Regions from separate parts of the Mus musculus genome. Here region 2 is linked to region 1. Evidence: chromatin contacts called from public Hi-C data. All regions are on one chromosome and are shown on one strand. The core of a region is the stretch at or near the end of the contact, and the rest is flanking DNA. Distances in the headings are between cores, read along the strand shown. Region 1 holds the start of Eif6 (eukaryotic translation initiation factor 6). Region 2 overlaps Uqcc1 (ubiquinol-cytochrome c reductase complex assembly factor 1).

Region 1 (3,590 bases), core at 688-3,187:
AAGAATGGCATTTTTATACAAAGCATTCAACATTACACTATGACTACAGGCAAGCGTCTGCCTAGCCTGAGCCACAGTTCTCAATTTCTGAACCTCACGTTACGTTCCTTAAAACAGAACAAAGACCAGACTAAAATCTCTCATGTCGTGTCAGAATTCATTTCATAAGGACACAGTTAAAAGACCAGGATGTTTTATTATCAGAGATTAATGTAAATGAGAAACCATGTAGAGTCACCACCCATGCTTAACGATTAAAAAAAAAATGTTTTTAGGTAAATACATAAAAGCCTGAACCAAGAAACTAAGAGTGTAGCAATGGGGCACAGTGCCAGGTGAAAGGACTGCAAAGGCATAATGGCACACACCTACTAATCCCCAAACCTGGGAGGTAGATGAAGGTGTATCAAGAATTCTAGGTCATTCTTAGCTACAGGGACAGTGCAGCTAAGGCCAGAGTGTGGGGGGATAAAAGGAAAAGTCGGGAGCCACTCAACACTCGAGTTGTAGTTAGAAATTGTAAGAATTAGCCTGGTGTGATGGCGCACGCCTTTAATCCCAGCACTCAGGAGGCAGACGCAGGCGGATTTCTGAGTTCAAGGCCAGCCTGGTCTACAAAGTGAGTTCCAGGACAGCCAGGGCCATACAGAGAAACCCTGTCTCGAAAAAAACAAAAAAAAAACAAACAAAAAAAGAAATTGTAAGAATTAAATGCAGCTGAACAGGGTGACCTGGGACCTTAGTTATTTCCTGAGGGAGAAACTGATGCTCAAAAACAAGAAGCAACTTGTTCATATTCAGAGGCAGGAGAGAGATGCAAATCCTCTCCTCCGCCCTTAGGTGTGGGACTCTGTAAGTCACATAGTTCCGAGCGACAACCCATGCTTTCCAGTATCCCTGTGAAGGAAAAACGAGACCAAGAATGATAGCCAGCACTTAATGGTATTTCGCTCCGGCTACTCTCAAGTCTGAGAGACAGTGTTCTTGATCTGCAGTTCGAGTCCCACACACCCGTCAGATTCCAAAGTCCACTGGGCCCGAAAGCCTGGGAATCCCCCGATCACTGGGGGTAAGCTCCAGGAAACTAATGACTCAGAGTGCTTCGCTGTGTCCCTCGGCGTCTTCCACCCGCCTTACCCACACACATGCGCCCGATGATTCGGCAGCCGGCGATGGATGCGTGCACCACGGGAATGGCATCGGAGAGCTCACCCTCGAACACACTGTAGAAACACGGATTCGCTGCTTACTGGGGTGGGTCGCTCTTTTCAGACCTCTCGCTCTCCGCCTCCCTTCCCTTCCCGCCCCGGCGGCTCGGGACCAGAAGCTCTCGCCTCACCTATAGAAGTTCTCTGAGCCTCCGATGGCCACCAGGCAGTAGGCGTTTGTGAGTTTGGCAAAACAACCGACCTCACAGTTGTTCTCGAACGACGCTCTGACCGCCATGAGAGAGGCTGGGGGGCAGCACGACTGCGGGTTCTGGGCCGACAGATCCACTCCGGAGCCGGGTCAACCAGCCTCGCCTCCTCAAACCCCGCCCTCTCGGGCCCCTCAGATGCCCGGGCGTGCGGACGGATCCCTCCTGGCTCTCCTGCCCCAAGTCCTCTCGCCCTGCGACCCGGAACTGACTTTTGCCGCCCAGAGTCCCAACAGCTCACCAAGCGACTCCAATGTCTACACGCTGCAACAACTTCTCCCGTAACTAGCTTTCCGTTTCCGCCTCCTCCCAGGCCCGCTTCCGGGAGCGCGCAGGAGCCGGGCGGAGCTGCTGGTCACTCTAGCCCCACCCTTTGGGAGGACTCGATGGTTACTAGGTGACTCCGCCCGACCCCGCCTCCTGCACGTTTTCTTGCTTTAGGTTTTTGGCTTCACCTCCTAGTGGGTCTTTTTAGAAGGAATAATCAATCAAACCTGAGGCTGGGCAAATGAAAAGATGAGGAAATGAGGAACCGGTGTTGTCTGGTTGGAGCTGGATTGATTGGAGGGCTTTATTTACCGAGTAAGGACGGGAAAAGGGCGGATTTGAGAAAGAGGATAATCACACCCCGGCCACGCGGACGGAAGTGGGAATCTGGACCAGTGGCAAGGGTCAAGGGTTGAAGATTGAAATTTGGCATAGAGATCAACCAAGAGACCAGGATAAAGTGGTTGGAGGAGGCATAAGAACCATAGGCTGAAGAAGACAATGGAGACGGGGAAATGTGTTACGGAGAGATTGGAGGAGAAAGGGTTCTAGGGTAAGCAAAGATCTGAGAGCTGACTTGCTTCCTTGATGTGTTTATCACGCAGTTTATCACCCCATCAGCAGCCCTGGGGATAGTGGTATGGCCCATTTTCATAGAATAAACTTGTCTCAACTAGTGTAGAATATACAAAAGTCCCCAGGGTGTCTCAGAATGCCACAGTGGAAGGTAAAAGGAGCAGAGAATCACTTACCGCAGACTGTCTTATGCCATTCATTCTTCTCCAAGAAGATCTGATCTGAAAGGGGCATAAATGGCGCGGCGCCCTTTCCCCAGCCCCATCATACAGTCCCATAACCGAGAACACATCAGATTGCTACGGGGTCTAGCCACAATTGCCTTTATTGATTAGTACCATGCACAGTCTCCTGCAGGTGCTAAGTTCAGGAGAAAGACCCATGACCAGCTGCAGCCCGAGCTTCCAGAGACATTCAGCAAGGTGGTCTGTGTGTTTGTGTCTAAGTGTTCAACTACGTGCTCTGCTTATCTCCCCCAGCTCACCCCAGATCCGCTCATTGAGCCCCACACCACTCTCTGGCTTACTCTACCAAGAACTCTTAACTCTCCTCCACCTGGCTCTCCCCCTGTCCTTCAAGACCAGCCTCCAAGTCAGCCTCTCTCTGATAAGCTTTGTCGATCGCTCTACTATCTCCATGACCCTCTGTCCCTAATACAGTTTTCATCTAATACATCTGTCTTGTTCTCTGAGGTTTGTGCTTTTAAGCTTCAGCCCTCAGAATCTGCATCTAAGTAGCCTTTCGGCTCTAGGGAATGTTCAGGGTGAGGTTGTGAGCACAGCTTGGTGCAGAGTTAGGATGAAGAGTCATATGTGTATTTATAGTTTCTGAGTCTCAGGGGGGCTCTGCAGTGTGTACTAGAAGCTTGAATTTTCTGTGGCCATTCATTTAGGCAGACCATATTGATTATGTACCTGCAACAGAAGTTTTATTTTTGAGTTAATCAGAGAGCTCTGTATACTCGCTCTATGCATCTATGGGTGTACCTAGTCATTGTTCTCTGTGTACTGTACGGGCATCTGAAACATCCTTGTAGTGTCCATGTTTTATGTACATAGAAACACAGGAACTGCAGATTCTATGTGTTGTGTCTGGGCAAACAAAATTCAGATTTAGAGCCAGAGGACAATGGACTGGCAGAATTCCCTAACCTGTCACTTGATTGGATCTTCCTCCAAATTAACCATCCAAGCTCTGGACTTCAGTGCCCATTCTTATAAAATGGGAAGAATATCAATCGTCTGTTCTCTTTGGCCTCTGTGACAGAAGCAAGATGTCAAAAATGAGCATCATCCTTTGGAAGGCATCACAATAAGGCACAAACCTCGGC
Region 2 (3,590 bases), core at 676-3,175, 77 kb after region 1:
CAGCCTTGGGCAGACTGTAGGCTTACAGCCTTGGGCAGACTGTAGCCTAGCAGCCTTGGACAGACTATAGCCTAGCAACCTTGGACAGACTGTAGCCTAGCAGCCTTGGGCAGATCATAGGCTAGCAACTTTGGACAGACTGTAGGCTTACAGCCTTGGGCAGACCATAGGCTAGCAACCTTGAGCAGACTGTAGCCTAGCAACCTTGAGCAGACTGTGTCTTCCCTCTGAGTTTCTCATTTGACACAATGTGGCAGACATGATCTCTTACGTTCCTTCCAACCTCATGAAGTTCTGTGCTATTCTCCTTTTCCTGGCTTGAAGTCTAAAATGCTAAGCAAACACCACCTCTCCTGCTCCCCTTACGCATCAGCTACTGTAATCACTTGAGCCCTGCAGCAAAGGTTAAGCCTTGTGGTCTCTGTTTCCAAGTTTGTAAAGACAATCCAATGTGGTATGGCCATGAATGTGCCAAATGATTTACCCAAATAGCCAGGAGAGAGAAAAGTGGAACTCTTAGGAGCTAGGACTGAACAGGGACTCAGACAGCAGCCACTTCAAAGGCCAGATGTCAGCCCCCAGGGATCACACACACTAAGCTCTTGGTTTATAACCTGCGAGCCAGGTCTCAGTTCAGACATCCATTTCCTCACACATCTGAGAAAGCCCTCCAGTAGCTAAGGGATCCCTACTAGACGTTCCATCCTCCTTATGTGACAAGGAGCAAAGCTTGACAAGGAGCAGGAAGGATGGATGAATGAGAGGGAATTAGTGGGCACGTGAGCCCTTGTGGTAGGATCAGTCTTCTGGAGTGACGACTCACAAAGAGGAGGAGGAGTAAGGCCGGGCATGATAGTGCAGGCCTAGAACTTATGCCCACCCCTCCCTACTCCCCTGCCCCCCCCCCCAAAAAAAAACCTCCCAAAGTATCCTCTGCCAGTCAGCGTTCAGTGAGGTGATGGTTAACCAGGGTCACTAAGAGTGAACACCCAGGGCAGGACCCTAGGAGGGAGGACCACAGTCAGCATTAATTAGGGAGTCCCTGGTCACTGCGGCTGGGCTTCTAACAGGCCAGGCGTAATAAGTGCTTCACGGCCTGCAGCTCAACAAATCTGTCCAACATCCCGAGTACGTGGCCAGTGAGAAAGCTGACAGTGGAATCAAGGATCAGGGAAACACAGCCCACGAAGTGAGGTACCTGAGATGAACTTCACACTTCCCTGACTCTATCTGCAGTGTGTGGATTGTTACGCAAGAAGCTCTCTAATGCCAAAATGTGGAGAAACGGCCGTACTCCACACCCAGTGCAAGGCTAATCATCTTTTACAGTATTTCTCTTAATCTTTACCTCAACGCAGGAAAGAAGTACCATAAACCTACTTTAAGATAAGGAAACAGAAGGCCAAGTAGCTATGGGTAGCTACCACGTTAAGCTAGAGGCAAGGCTAGGCTTTGAATCCAGGTCTGTCACAAAAGGACACCAAAAATCTCGAGTGAGCTTACCGGGTGGTGCCCAGCAGCTGTCAAGTGGATTTCCTCTCTGAGCCCAGCAGGAGGGAGCTGGAGGCTGGCCTGACCAGCCATCCAGCTACTAAAACCCATGCCATCTGAGTGCCGGCCAGCCGCCCTCCGCCTAGAACAAGAATAGCCCCGAGAAACTCTCAAGCCCGGATCTCAAGTTGGGTCATTTTTGGATGTTAGAACAAAACATTAAAAAGAAAGGTTTTCTTGGAAGTCTGTCTTTCAAGCTGGAGAGTGAAATCTGGCTGTTTGTACAGGACAGTCTGTCCAATGGCTACCTCTACATCACGGCTTCCCAGCTACCTCCAGGAGCCTGTCCAATTTCCTCAGATGGAGAGTCAGTTCTTGGGTTGGAAAGCACAGTCAGACAGACAAACAGACAGACAGACAGGTCAGCAGCTGGCCCTGGGTCAAAGTTTTCCCTTCTGGGGTCAGCTCAGGGCTGATGAGAAGAGCTGGCGCGTGAGTAAGCCCCTGTGCCCATGCAAGTCAGAACAAAAAGCCACAGAGTAAACCTCAAAAATATCAAACCAACGAATGGATGTTGACTATGAGCAACACAAAAATACGATTCTTAGCTCAACCGAGTGTTTACAAACCTCAGGGCTAAACCCTGAGACACTGCCATGAGCACACTCCTGCTCCAATAGACAAAAAAGGGACAAAGTGCAGTCAGATTAAATAATTCCCTATTGTCACCAGAGAGTGATAATACCACTTTTTTTTTTCTTTTCTTTTTTTTCTTTTTTTGGTTTTTCGAGACAGGGTTTCTCTGGGTAGCCCTGGCTGTCCTGGAACTCACTCTGTAGATCAAGCTGGCCTCGAACTCAGAAATCCGCCTGCCTCTGCCTCCCACTTTTTAATAGGCAAAAATCCAGACCCTGTTACTTTTAAGCAGATCTAGATGATGTTTCTAGACCCACTTTCCTTCTCCATAAGGCAGAGCAAGAGCGCCCAGCTCAGAGCTGTGATGACAAACAAGGGTTAAAAGGCCTATATCCAGCTTAGTTAGCAAAGCCAGTGGTCATAGCACAAGCCTCTAGCCCCAGCTCTAGCACTCAGGAGACATATGTGAGGAGATCTGAGGTAGAAGCCATGCTACTCTACATATCAAGTTCAAGGCCAGCCAGGGCTATATAGACCATCTCAAAAAAAAGGGGGCTTAACAAAATGTCCCATTTAAAATAGGGACTCAATATCCACTGTTGTCATTTTTACAGTGAATTAAATAATACAGTTCAAATTATCTTTGAAAAGCTTTATCGGTTAATTGAAATTGTGCCACAAAGTGGACTGAAACCTCAACTGCTGGCTCAGAATTTCTTCATTAGAGCCTCCTCCCCACTACGGTGATCAGTGTCTTGGAGGCAAAAAGAGCCACAGACAAGAATTCAGAATTAAGCATGAGCTTCGATAACTGACCACCTCTGCTCCAAAACACCAGGAACAAACTGCATCACCCAGCAGGCATGCGCATGTGATGGGCAAGGGCATCACCAGAGCATCCGTCCCATAAACAACAGCTGCCAAAGAATCTGACTGCTCAGATGCAGCGAGCGCTTGAGATCTCAACATCACAACATCACACGCTCTGGCTCTGGGATCTTAGGGAGGACTGTCCAAGAAGCTGACAGACACAGCATACCATGACCCAACTTGCTCACACATAGTCTTCAAGAAATGGCCTCAGCCTCACTTGAGCCAGGGAGAATGACACTTGCAGATACCCAAGGCTCTTTGTCCTCAGGACTCTTGGAACCAAGTCCTACATCAAAGACCTAAGTGGGCATGGCTACTTTAAAGGTATCATCTTAGGAAGCAATATATAAATCTACCTATTTTATTCCAACCCCCACTAACTTCCTTAGAATCCAAACCACAAGAAAGTCATTCTTATTATTTTGCAAATTTAAAAACAAACAAACAAACAAACAAACAAACAAACAAACATCTTTTGCCTCCAGATGTTACTTTCCAAATCTGTTCTTTGTTCACTAGCCACACTTTGGAATTCCTTTGGTTTAATTTTAAAATGTAAATCTAACAAAAAAAAAAAAAAAAAAGGGAGG

The links. A called contact is a pair of places that touch in the nucleus more often than the background predicts.
Region 2: a Hi-C map of liver shows a contact between it and region 1, with 2.0 times the contacts expected there. The contact joins the enhancer-like site here to the promoter of Eif6 in region 1. A contact is called at or near these places in 10 of 39 promoter capture datasets (the 3T3-L1 cell line, 3T3-L1-derived adipocytes, the C10 cell line and 6 more), 1 of 484 Hi-C or Micro-C datasets (liver), 7 of 115 datasets of contacts at active chromatin or transcription factors (the 230-238 cell line, the SCID.adh cell line, bone marrow-derived macrophages and 2 more) and 3 of 9 other capture datasets (adipose tissue, liver and pancreatic islet).

The regions. Positions count from the first base shown.
Region 1 is chr2:155,824,988-155,828,577 of GRCm38.p6, forward strand. It overlaps Eif6 (eukaryotic translation initiation factor 6), which reads right to left and starts at 1,938. Exons shown (of 6, transcript NM_010579.2): 1 at 1,340-1,938; 2 at 1,138-1,223. The coding sequence starts at 1,446.
Region 2 is chr2:155,901,901-155,905,490 of GRCm38.p6, forward strand. All of the region lies in intron 5 of Uqcc1 (ubiquinol-cytochrome c reductase complex assembly factor 1), which reads right to left. Among named protein-coding and RNA genes, the nearest start is that of Uqcc1, 27 kb to the right of the region's middle. Within about 2 kb of position 1,926, at least 26 of the 459 cell types and tissues checked have an H3K27ac peak or open chromatin away from gene starts, as enhancers often do. A contact at or near this core is called in adipose tissue, liver and pancreatic islet, where this site is marked.